2 separate regions of the Ovis aries genome follow, and region 1 is linked to region 2. Evidence: chromatin contacts called from public Hi-C data. All regions are on one chromosome and are shown on one strand. Each heading gives the region's core, a stretch centred on a gene start, on an enhancer-like site or on the middle of the called end of the contact. The rest is flanking DNA. Distances are from core to core; before and after follow the strand shown.

Evidence for each region. A called contact is a pair of places that touch in the nucleus more often than the background predicts.
Region 1: a contact with region 2 is called in a Hi-C map of mixed tissues, with 5 times the contacts expected there. The contact joins the promoter of FBXO43 here to the enhancer-like site in region 2. A contact is called at or near these places in 12 of 16 Hi-C or Micro-C datasets (blood, hypothalamus, liver and 5 more).

Annotation. Positions count from the first base shown.
Region 1 is chr9:77,159,877-77,166,164 of ARS-UI_Ramb_v3.0, forward strand. FBXO43 (F-box protein 43) reads left to right here and starts at 3,745. Exons shown (of 4, transcript XM_042254579.2): 1 at 3,745-5,221. The coding sequence starts at 3,756.
Region 2 is chr9:76,749,489-76,755,785 of ARS-UI_Ramb_v3.0, forward strand. All of the region lies in intron 2 of ANKRD46 (ankyrin repeat domain 46), which reads left to right. Among named protein-coding and RNA genes, the nearest start is that of ANKRD46, 31 kb to the left of the region's middle. Within about 2 kb of position 4,488, at least 11 of the 54 cell types and tissues checked have an H3K27ac peak or open chromatin away from gene starts, as enhancers often do.

The DNA.
Region 1 (6,288 bases), core at 2,495-4,994, 410 kb after region 2:
GTTCTCCTACGTTATTTTTAATAGCATCCCACAGTAGGACCTATTGGATTTCCCAGACGGCGCTAGCGGTAAAGAATCCGCCTGCCAGTGCAAGAGACATGAGATGCCAATTCGATCCCTGGGTCGGGAATCCCCATGGACAGAGGAGCCCGGTGGGCTACAGTCAGTCCGTAGGGTCGCAAAGAGTCGGACACGACTAGTGCGTGAGAAAGAGCCTACCAAATTAGAAAGCCCTAGGTGCCTCAGAGGGGCTTTCCAGGTGGCGCTAGTGGTAAAGAGGGCTTCCCTTGTGGCTGTGGTTAAGAATCTGCCCGCAACGCGGGAGACCTCAGTTCGATCCCTGGGTTGGGAAGATCCCCTGGAGAAGGGAAAGGCTACCCACTCCAGTATTCTGGCCTGGAGGATTCCATGGTCTGCATAGTCCATGGGGTTGCAAAGAGTCGGACACGACTGAGCGATTTCCACTCACTCACTCAGTGGTAAAGAACCCGCCTGCCAATGCAGGAGACTTACGAGACGCGGGTTCGATCCCTGGGTCGGGAAGATCCCCTGGAGGAGGAAATGGCAACCCACTCCAGTGTTCTCATCTGGAGAATCCCATGGATGGAGGAGCCTGAAGGGCTAGAGTCTGAGGGGTCACAGTGAGTCTGACACAACTGAAGCGGTTTAGCACGCACGCGGGTGCCTCGGTGCGGTGGGGGCGCGGAGGGCTGGAAAGCAGACGCGGAGCTCCCGGGCGCACGCAGGGCCGGGGGTCTGCGGGGTCGCGGGGCGGCGGCCGGCGGGAGGAAGGGGCGGCGCGGCGCGGCGCGGGGCGGGGCGGTTACTCAGGGCGGGCAGTTCAAACCGAAGGAGGGAAAAGGCGGCGGCCCCACGCGGAGCCGGCGTGGAGGTTGCCATAGCCGAGCATCCCTGGGGACGAGGCCGCGGCTCCTCGGCGGCGCTCGGGCGGCTGCCGCCCACACATCCCCGCCCGGCGCGTCGGCGCGGTGGGCGCGGCCGCCCCGGGGCCCCCAGGTGGGCGGGAGCGGGGACGCCAGGTGTGTGAGGGCGGCCGGCCCCTGGGCGTCCGCTGCCCCGCGCCCGCTCAGCTTCCCAGGGGCCGCGACGAGAGAGGCGCCCCGACGCGGTTCGCCTTCCTCTCGCTCCGGTTCCAGGCGACGCCGGCCCGTCCTCTTCCCGTCGGCGGCTTCCTGGGGCCCTGGGGCCGGCCTCCCTCCGCCAGCCCGGCCTGGGGAGGGTCCGCGGACCAACGAGCGGCCTGGTTGACGCCCCCGGGGAGACCGTTAACCAGCCACCCGCCGACGGCACCTCGGGCAGGACGCGACCGCGCAGCCGCTGACCCTGCGTGGTCAGAGAGCCGAATTGGGGCCGTTTCCCTCCGTCCCGAGACTAGCTGGAGCACACAGAGATATGACAATTTCTGTTGTCTGGAAAGCTGGGGGGAATTCAAAGTGATTTAGGCCTTTTAAAGCGTTAGAAAATAATCCCGATAGCACGTACTTGAGGTATCCTTCAAATCTTGGCCGGCATTGTGCTGCTACTGCACGTTTCCATTAATTGTTCAAAATTAGTTGTCTCTTTAAGTGGTATTACTTTGGCGTGAATTTTAAAGGCAAAGTGAGAAATTTCCTTTATCGGAAGCCTAGGTAACGTTGGCGTCTAAGAACTCAAGATTTTACTGATGGTAAGATGTTGCACTTTAACAAATGAAGGAAATTCGGTTTTAATTACTTTAAGTACTTCATTGAGTTAACCAGTGTTTTTGTTTTTGCCTTTTTAAAGAGCACTATAGAGATGTGTGTTCTTTATCAGGAGCTTGGTTTTAAAAATTGAATATTGAAGAGGCTTGTTTGTTTCATCAGTGAACTGTTGAATCAGTGAAACTGAGCAAGTCAACCGGCATTCCACGATTTTGCATAAATACTTTTGAAGTTTGAAAAACCACGTTTTGAGACCAGTGTCTTGGGTTGAAAATGATGAAAGATGGGGAAAAAAAAAAATGATGACACCAGAGAAAGCACGGTGGAAGCAATTTCAAATGGGTAGATGAACAAAAGGAAAATCGGAAGTTTTTTGTATGTCTAAAGCAAGTGGTCTATGGTTTTTAGCGGGGAGAGGATTTTATTTGCATCCCTGCTTTTGTTTCCATCAATTTGCCTCTCAGGTTCCCAAATTCGAGCATGGTGAGACACCTAGTGGTGAAGTAGAAGAATAGTTACATTTGTTTTAATTTTTAAAAGTTTTAAAAAGGCTCGGACCTAACTTTACCAAATGACATGAGAAAAAACTGTTACTTAATAAAGTGATTTTCGGAGAGTAGGAAACATTCGTGTGTGGAGGTGTAATTTGAAAACAAAAATTGTTTTAAAATATGAAATACAGAAAGCAAAATTTGATCATCTTGGCTGGTAAGCAGGTACAGAAGAGATCAGTGATTGTCACAATCTGAGGGAATCTAAATCAGAAGAGAACATATGTGAGATTTACCAAAATAGAATATAGGTTTTAAAAGTTGAAAAACACTTACTTTGCCCAGTAATAATGATCATTATACCACAAAGAAACAATTTGGTTTTTTGGTTAGAATAGGAACTTAGGCATAAATAACTTTCCCGTTATACTCAACTAACAATATATCTTCCCAGGATCTTTTAAATAGAGAACCATGTATTCAGTCTGGAGAAAACTTTAAAAGAATGACAGTTTTCTTCGTGTGCTTTGAATAATCTGGAGAAATAACTTTCTTATACTTTAAGATTGAATTCAAGTTCTAAAAAGGAATGCAGTGATACTGTTGAAAACGTTAAAGAGTTTCCTTAAAAAGAGTTTCCTTAAAGTGTTTCCTTAAAAAAAGTGAAATGTTTCCTAGTGTCCTTCCTTACAAATATAATACTGAATCACACTTCTTCTCTAAGTTATGTACTTAAATTCTTTATTTTCAATTTAAGAATATTATAAAGGGTGGGTTCCTGAGTAGAAAATATTTACCAGATGAGACACGAATGAGTATAACTTTCCAGGTTTGAGATGGCCTGTGGAGCTTTGGTTCATTTTGGTTAGCTCAAGAATATGTTACTAATTTATCAGTGAGCCAAAGAGCCTTTGCAAAGGTGAAAGCCTTGGAATTCAGACCTTGTGAATGGTCAGAAAGACCAGGTTTCTGAGACAAGCCCATGTTACAAGTATGAGTAACATTATCCTAGAGTTGCTTTGCTGAATTGCTGTTTTATAGTGGCTGCACTCACTTGACCAGTGGTCAAAATCAGCATATAGTTTTTTTTAAGCATCTTTATTTACATTATAGAACTCAGAAAGGAAATATCCACTTGACTAAATATAGGCCAGCACAAATAAGTTAGAATGTTGGAACTACAATAATGTACTTTAGCACTGTAAAAATTATAAGGTAATACAATCATCTAAAAATTATGCCATGATATATTTTTTTCCTCAAGCGTAGTTAATGAAAATATCTGTGCACAGTGCCTAGACTATCCTTAGTCAGGTAATCTGTGAACATTTATATCCTAGAAATTTTGGTTTTTATGATGTTGAAACACTGTCGTAAGTAAGATACACAGGAGTATGTAGCAGAGGAGATTTGTTTTTTTAAAGTAACTTTTTTCTATTGCCATACAATTTTCCATAATCATCTGTGCTCATAACAAGTATTTTGGTATTAGCTGTCAGGCTATTAATTTCAAAGGAAGAATAAAATTTGTTTTCACTTTGTAGAAACAGAGATTTTGAAGATGTCAGAAAGGCATTCAGGTGAAGCTGGCACTGGAGCAGGAAATGAGGTGGACTCTCCTATTGTCAGGCTCAAGTCCTCCAGCTTTGGAGACCTTTGTTCCACATCTTCTTTTCAAGATAGTGGCTACAGTGAGCTGTTAAAATCGTGCAGCTTTGATAACACAGATAAAGAATTATTTGGAAAGAAAGAAAGAGGCTCAACATTGATCCACGAATATCCTGAAACTTCAAGTTTGGCCTTAACCCATAGTTTAGAGTCTCCCACTCAAAGAAAGAGATTTGTCTTCCTCAGGAAGGAAAATGATAAAACCCCAGACCTTTGTGAAACTCCTAAAGTCAGTGGAAAGAAACATTTGCTGCGCAGAAGATTGGACATATCTTTCTCTCTTCTAGACAGGGATGTTGAATCACAAAGCAGTTCCCTCGAAAGCAGTACAAGCCAAGTTCCCAATTTAGAGAAAAATATTCCAAGCAGTGCTTCAGGTTTTCCAAGGCAAGATACTTTTAGTTCTTCAGTTACTAGCACTTTGAGAACAGAAGAAGTAACTTCCAGCAGTCAAAAATTGAGACTTAATTTTTCTCAACAGAAGACTTCCACAGTGGATGATTCCAAAGATGACTGTGGCCTATTTGAAGTTGAATGTATATCTCCGATTCAGGGCAGTAATTTTAAAGACTCTATCACACATGACTTCAGTGACAGCAGTCTATGTATTAATAATGAGAATACATATCCTGAACTTCTGGGCTCTTCTGTTGGTGGAACAAGCTGTAGAACAGATGAGGACATATTTGTGACTCCAATCAGTAATCTTTTACCAAGTGTTAAATTTAATGCAAGTCGAAGATTTTCTCCTTCAGCTGGAGTGAGACGCAATATTTCGACCCCTGAAGACAGTGGTTTCAACTCACTTTGCTTGGATAAATCAGAAGATCCCCTATCTGAGCAAGAGGGCTCTTTCCAAGAACTACTTCAGAAACATAAGGGAACTCTCAAAGTCGGGGACACCATAAAAAAGTCAAGGCGTCTTGGAAGATTGAGAAGACTGTCCACCCTTCGGGAGCAAGGCTCACAATCTGAGACAGAAGAAGAAAACCAAACCTACCTCTCTAGCTCTGAATCAACACCAGCGACCGCTTCAGACATTTCAGAGAGCCAACTGAGCAGTGACAATAAGAGTGAAGATTTAAGCTTTAAGAATTTATCAAAGACCCCAGCCTTGCAATTAGTGCATGAGCTTTTTATGAAAAGCAAAAGGAAAAGATTCCAGCAAAACGGTGCACATGAATTGTTAGAAGAAAGGGACGGGGGGAAAATAGCTGTACTACAGCGTGTACTTGCAGGACTGATTGGCAAGAAAATGGGTATAGAAAAGCTGGACATCTTAACAGAATTAAAGTACAGAAATCTAAAGCATGTTCTTGCTATGGTTTTAGATTCCTTGACTGCAGAAAGCCTATGTAGGTAAGATTTTTTTTTTTCTGGAATAAAACTGCCTTTTATCACTTTCTTTTTTTAAGGTGGAAAACTTTTCTGTTAGTTGAGTAGCTTTTTGAAATTTTGTTTTATGATCTCTGTCTTGGTTACTTTATATTTTATCAAAGATGGTTAAGTGAAATTCTTCAGTGTCAGAAATTTCAGTATCTTGAATGCTGCTTCATAAGTAAACAGAAACTGAGTCACATATATGGAAATATTGAGGGTAGGAACTAGTTACAAGACTAAATTGAAACTGCTTATACTGGCAGTTTTGCAAAGTGCAGGACTATCAGAAGACAAGCCCCATCGGTATGCCAGGACCAGGAAGGAGAGAAGCCATGTGGAACAGGATTTCTGCAAGGTCATGGTTGAGGCAGGACAAACAAGAGAGTTAGTCAGTCTCTTTTTCCATAGGTATATGTCAAGAGTTTGGTTCATCGAATCCTTATTCTTTTCTGGCTCCTACTTATGTTGAAACCCTTCTTCACCTTTCCCCCATAAACTGCTGCTGCTGCTAAGTTGCTTCAATTGTGTCCGACTCTCTGCGACCCCATACACGGCAGCCCACCAGGCTCCGCTGTCATAAACTAAGTGTAGGCTATTGCACAGAATTGTAGAATTTCATTGCTAGAAGTCTTCTGAAATGTCTAGTCCTTTCACATATTTGCAGATGAGAAAACTGAGCTCTAGAGAAATTAAGCGACCTGCCAGCAGTCACTTAAGGAGATAGGAATGGCTGCAGATCTATAACTGAGCCCTCTGACGTCTAAGCCCATATTTCCCCACAAACTCTTGTTGAGGTTTCAGTCCTTTCAGAATAGTCTTGGTCGGGAATGTCTTTGGTATAACCCAAATAGGATAATAAGAAAGATTAATGACCTATATGTCTATGCCTTAAAAAATGTTCAAATGAGATAAATTATTTGTTTAAAAAATTAGGGATATGGCTATGATATAGGGATTTTGTTTTTACACGGCGGAATATTTGGATACAGACTAGTTAAAACTTGGGCGACCCTTTTATGTGCTCACTTGTGGGACAAGTGATATTC
Region 2 (6,297 bases), core at 3,238-5,737:
TCTGCATAGTCAAAGCTATGGTTTTTCCAGTAGTCATGTACAGATGTGAGAGTTGGACCATAAAGAAGGCCACGCACCGAAGAATTGATGCTTTTGATTTGTGGTGTTGGAGAAGACTCTTGAGAGTCCCTTGGACTGCAAGAAGATTAAACCAGTCAATTCTAAAGGAAATCAACCTTGAATATTCATTGGAAGGACTGATGGTGAGCCTGGAGCTCCAATACTGTGGCCATCTGATGGGAAGAGCCGACTCATTGGAAAAGACCCTGATGCTAGGAAAGATTGAGGGCAGGAGAAGGGGGCAGCATAGGATGAGATGGTTAGGTAGCATCACTGACTCAATGGAGATGAATTTGAGCAGACTCTGAGAGAGAGTAAAGGTCAGCAGGGCCTGGCAGGCTATAGCCCAAAGAATCGTACCCGACTTAGCGACTGAACAACAACAGCAAAAGGATCCTAAACCTAACTTACTTTAAGATGAACTGTAAATAAGAATCTTGGAAGTTTTATAGTGAGCAAAGCAAGCATTGCATTCAGATTGCTATCACAGTAACACCATTCGCCAGGAAGAAATGGAGCTGGTTCCACAGCCTTTCATTACAGTCAGGGTCATCTGTGTCACATGTTTAAATACATCGCCTGAAAACTTACTGTGACAGTCAAAGTTTGTCCAGAAATGCTGTTTAAAAAGCCTCTTAGACTGTCTTCATTTTGACTGATTTACAGTGTCAGTGAGTTCGAACCTGGGTAATAATTGGAAGACTATAGGGCGGATTCTTTTTTAATATGCTAGGAAATTCAATAATAAAATTATGGTACATGCAAACAATAGAATATAACCATTAAAAATAATTTAGAAGACTGGTAACATGGAAGCATGTTCATAATATAAATTTAAAAGTTTAACATTAGTATGTATCAGTTCAGTTCAGTCACTCAGTCATGTCCGACTCTTTGCAAGCCCATGAATCGCAGCACGCCAGGCCTCCCTATCCATCACCAACTCCCAGAGTTCACTCAGACTCATGTCTATCGAGTCCGTGATGCCATCCAGCCATCTCATCCTGGGTCGTCCCCTTCTCCTCCTGCCCCCAATCCCCCCCAGCATCAGAGTCTTTTCCAATGAGTCAACTCTTCGCATGAGGTGGCCAAAGTACTGGAGCTTCAGCTTTAGCATCATTCCTTCCAAAGAAGTCCCAGGGTTGATCTCCTTCAGAATGGACTGGTTGGATCTCCTTGCAGTCCAAGGGACCCTCAAGAGTCTTCTCCAACACCACAGTTCAAACACATCAATTCTTTGGCGTTCAGCCTTCTTCACAGTCCAACTCTCACATCCATACATGACCACAGGAAAAGCCATAGCCTTGACTAGATGGACCTTAGTCGGCAAAGTAATGTCTCTGCTTTTGAATATACTATCTAGGATGGTCATAACTTTTCTTCCAAGGAGTAAGCGTCTTTTAATTTCATGGCTGCAGTCACCATCTGCAGTGGTTTTGGAGCCCAAAAAAATAAAGTCTGACACTGTTTCTACTGTTACCCCATCTATTTCCCGTGAAGTGATGGGACCAGATGCCATGATCTTTGTTTTCTGAATGTTGAGCTTTAAGCCAACTTTTTCACTCTCCTCTTTCACTTTCATCAAGAGGCTTTTTAGCTCCTCTTCACTTTCTGCCATAAAGGTGGTGTCATCTGCATACCTGAGGTTATTGATATTTCTCCCGGCAATCTTGATTCCAGCTTGTGTTTCTTCCAGTATAGCATTTCTCATGATGTACTCTGCATATAAATTAAATAAGCAGGGTGACAATATACAGCCTTGACATACTCCTTTTCCTATTTGGAACCAGTCTGTTGTTCCATGTCCAGTTCTAACTGTTGCTTCCTGACCTGCATACAGATTTCTCAAGAGGCTGGTTAGGTGGTCTGGTATTCCCATCTCTTTCAGAATTTTCCACAGTTTATTGTGATCCACACAGTCAAAGGCTTTGGCATAGTCAATAAAGCAGAAATAGATGTTTTTCTGGAACTCTCTTGCTTTTTCAGTGATCCAGCGGATGTTGGCAATTTGATCTCTGGTTCCTCTGCCTTTTCTAAAACCAGCTTGAACATCAGGGAGTTCACGGTTCACGTATTGCTGAAGTCTGGCTTGAAGAATTTTGAGCATTACTTTATTAGCATGTGAGATGAGTGCAATTGTGCAGTAGTTTGAGCATTCTTTGGCATTGCCTTTCTTTGGGATTGGAATGAAAACTGACCTTTTCCAGTCCTGTGGCCACTGCTGAGTTTTCCAAACTTGCTGGCATATTGAGTGCAGCACTTTCACAGCATCATCTTTCAGGATTTGAAATAGCTCCACTGGAATTCCATCACCTCCACTAACTTTGTTCATAGTGATGCTTTCTAAGGCCCACTTGACTTCATATTCCAGGATGTCTGGCTCTAGATTAGTGATCACATCATCATGATTATCTGGGTCATGAAGATCTTTTTTGTACAGTTCTTCCGTGTATTCTTATAGTATGAATTAAACATTCATTCATATAGAGAAAAAAAGCTGAGACTAACATCAAAATATTAATGATAGTTACTTCTAGTTGTTAGGATTATGATAACACTTTCTTCTCTTTGTTCATGTTTATTTTCTTAAGAATTTTACAATGAACTATAGAACTAGTCATAAGAAAAATGTTACTTCAAAATCCTGTTATAGTGAACTTAATTGAGTGTACATTCAGCAAAGAATTATTGGATCCCCCCATGTCTAGGTTTTAAGAAACAATGTGCCAGACACTGTGTAATCTGCCAGGATACACAGACAGGTCAGACCCGTTTTTTGGCTTCTTAGAGGCATGGTCTGTCAGGAATTTTAAAAACAGTTGTAAACAAGCAACAAAGCTTTGTATAAACCATTTTCTCCTGATTATCTTGATAACTGTATAGAAGCGGCATGGCATTTTGGAAATCTTATAGACTAAATTTGAAATCCACTCTGACACTTAATAATAAACTTAGACACATTAAATTTTCTAAGTCTTGGAAATTATCAAGACCGCTCTATTAGAGAAATACAGAGCTTCCAGGGAGGTCTCAGTGGTAAAGGATCCCCGTGCAATGCAGGAGATGCAGGTTTAATCCCTGAGTCAGGAAGAGCCCCTAGAGAAGGAAATGGCAACCCACTCCAATATTCTTGCCTGGGAAATCCCATGGACAGAGGAGCCTGCTGGGCTATAGTCCATTGGGTTGCAAAAGAGTTGGACATGACTTAGCAATTAAACAACAACATTAGAGAAATATAGCTGCTAAAGATAAATAGATGAAGAAATATATTATCTGTGTTTTGGGAAAGGGTTTAAAGACTGTTAAAATTTTTACTTGCTCACAGCTAAATTTCTTCTACGTAGGGCTTTTTATCCCCTTGTCTAATATCTGTGGATCTGTGCAATGCTTAGGTTTTAAGAAAGGTAATTTTAAAGTGCAAGCAGTTAGGATTTAATAAATTCATTGGACATTATTGTTTTATGGTTCTTTGAGATCATTTTATGTTTTAAAAACAACTGTATCCTTCTAATAGGGTAAGAATAACCAGGTGAGGTATAGTGAATCCAGATTTGGGGTTTCCATTTACTGAATGTCATTCTCAGTTTTAGTACTTTCCCTTGACATTAGAAAATGCAGGCAGTAAGATCTGATAGCATATCTCTTCAGGTATGCCATTTTTCCTTGAATTTTATTGAGCGTTTGGTACTTTGATCTCTGATCAAAGTTGCTTGTGTAGGCATAAGGCTGTCAGTCCATTTGAACCAAGAATGTAGCATTTGGTCTTGCCTTTCCCAGTGACTTTTCAAAATGAAAAATAAATCAATACATTATGTATGGTTGGTGATGTTGGATATAGAAGACCAATTTAAAGTTATGGTGTAGTAAGTATATGTTAAAATAGAAAATGTTTTCTTCACTGTTTCTTAACCATCAAGAATACTTAAAGCTGTTGAGATTGACCTAAAATTAATGTTAAATAAAACTATAAAATAAAAGAAAAAGAGTGTTAACTAGAACTTTATTATCAAGTTGGCAACTCACAAGTTTTCACCGAAACCTCCTTACTGTTTGTTATGTGGGTTTATACAAGCGTTGTTTGGCTTTAGGAGCTCTTGTTACTGAAATCTGGGTGACTGCCTTGTCCCAGAGAATGAGTGACTCCATCCTCATGAAGTTTCCTGTGCAGTATAACAGAGCATGGAGTTGGAAGATTTAAAGCTAAGCTATACCAGCCGTCTAAGACCTGACCGCCAAAGTCCTGCCTCTAACAATCCCAGGGAGTTGGCCTCCGAATCAGTCATTGAACAACCTTAGGAATCAAAACTAGGCCATGGTGAACAACCTGAGGACTTTCTGGGGCTTGACTGTTCCCAGTATTGGCTGTTTTTGTGGTTTTTCCTCTGCGAGGAGGAACCAGTTCTCTTTTTCTTTCTTCGAGGTCTTTATTCCCCACTAGAGGTCACCCAGTTGTTAGAAACTGCTTGTTAACAGGGGATCAGTGCTCTCTGCAGTCCAGAGTACAGTTGAGGACTGGTCTCAGAGCTGTGCCCAGCCTCGGGAAGGTGGTAACTTACACTTTGGGTACTTGAGTCATATAGCTATTATGTAGCTGAAGTGGGGCTCAAACCTAGGTGTTCCAGTTCCAGATACATTCTGGGTGGAGGAGCCAAGCCCTCTGAGCATCTGACTGTAGAGAAACTGCCTCTAGAGTCCTATACACTCCTGAAAGCAGCCCCTGGCAGGAGAGTCTGACTGCATCGCGTCCCTCTCCCTCCTGCATTCCCCACCTCTAAGGCCGCCTCCAGTATGCCCACATCCTTTCACAAGGTGACAGACTCAGCCTTCTCTGAGTCTCGAAAGATATCACACATTAATGCCTTTAACTTTGCTTGTGAGATGGTTCTTATGACACATTCCCTTGGTAAATACCAGGGCTTCCACCTGAGCCTTTCCACATGGTGAGTTCTACATATTCTTCCATAAATAACCTCTTACTCTTCTAGCACCCAGAGAAATGACCTCAAAGAAGACCTTTTTTTCTTCCTTTTTTTTTTTTTTTTTTCTTACATGGGGAAAACGAATACCTTCAGACTAAACAATATTTTCATCAAAATCTTTAGGCTTCCATATGACTCAGAAATTGCACTCCTGGCCATTTATCCCAGAAAAATGAAGATTTATATTCCCATAAAAAACATGTACCTGAATGTTCTAGAAGCTTTAGCATAACACCTCAAACTAGAGGTAATCAGATGTCCTTGAGTAAGTAGACAGTTAAACTGTGGTACATCCATACCATGGAATACTACTCAGCAGTTAAAAAAAAAGAAAGGAAGAAAGAAACTTTGATACAGACAACAACCCAGGTAAATCTCCAGAGAATTATGTTGAGTGGAAAAAAAAACAATCCTCAAAGTTGCATACTGTATGGCTCCATTTATGTAACATTCTTCAAATGACAGAATTTAAGGGAAGGTGGGGGCAGGAGGGGAATAGGTGTGGCTGTAAGTGGGCAAAGACCCTGGTGGGGATGGAGAGGTTCTGTGCCCGTGTCCTGACTTTATCAGTATCAGTTAATATCCTGACTGACGTGCTACAGTTTTACTCTCTGTTATCATGAGGGAAACTGACTGGATGCCACACAGGATCTCTCTGTATTATTTCTTACAGCTGAAGCCGAATGTACAATTATCTCAAAAAATTTAACTGAAAAAAATCTTTAGTCCTCTTCACCCTTCAGACGACAGTTAATATATATCCTGATTTTTATTCATTTCTATTATTTTGGGTAGAAGCTATTAATAGCTTTCTAGTGATTTATTTAGGGTCTTTGACATTTTCTTGGCAGGTTTCTAGTAAGTCTAATGCATTTATAAAATATTTAGTTTGCAATTGTAAATTTGTAATTTGATCATTTATTTTCTTACGGGGCCTTGTCATATCAAAAGAAACTGGCAGAAAATAGTCTTGTGAATTTAAGGAAACATTTGGATTACTTTGAGGGTGCATAACTATATAATCTGTAATTCTGTCTCCAATCACAAAGCAGCAGTTGTCCTTTTCATAATATTGGGTTGACCAAAGATTTCATTCAGGTTTTCTCGTTAAGATTGTACGGAAAAACCTGAGTGAACTTTTTGGCTAACCCGATATAAATGTTACAAACTTCAAAATAACCCCTGTACCATTTTAATATTGAAAAAGGCAGATTTTATATTAATATATTAGAGGCTTTAGTCATGAACACTCAGCTCC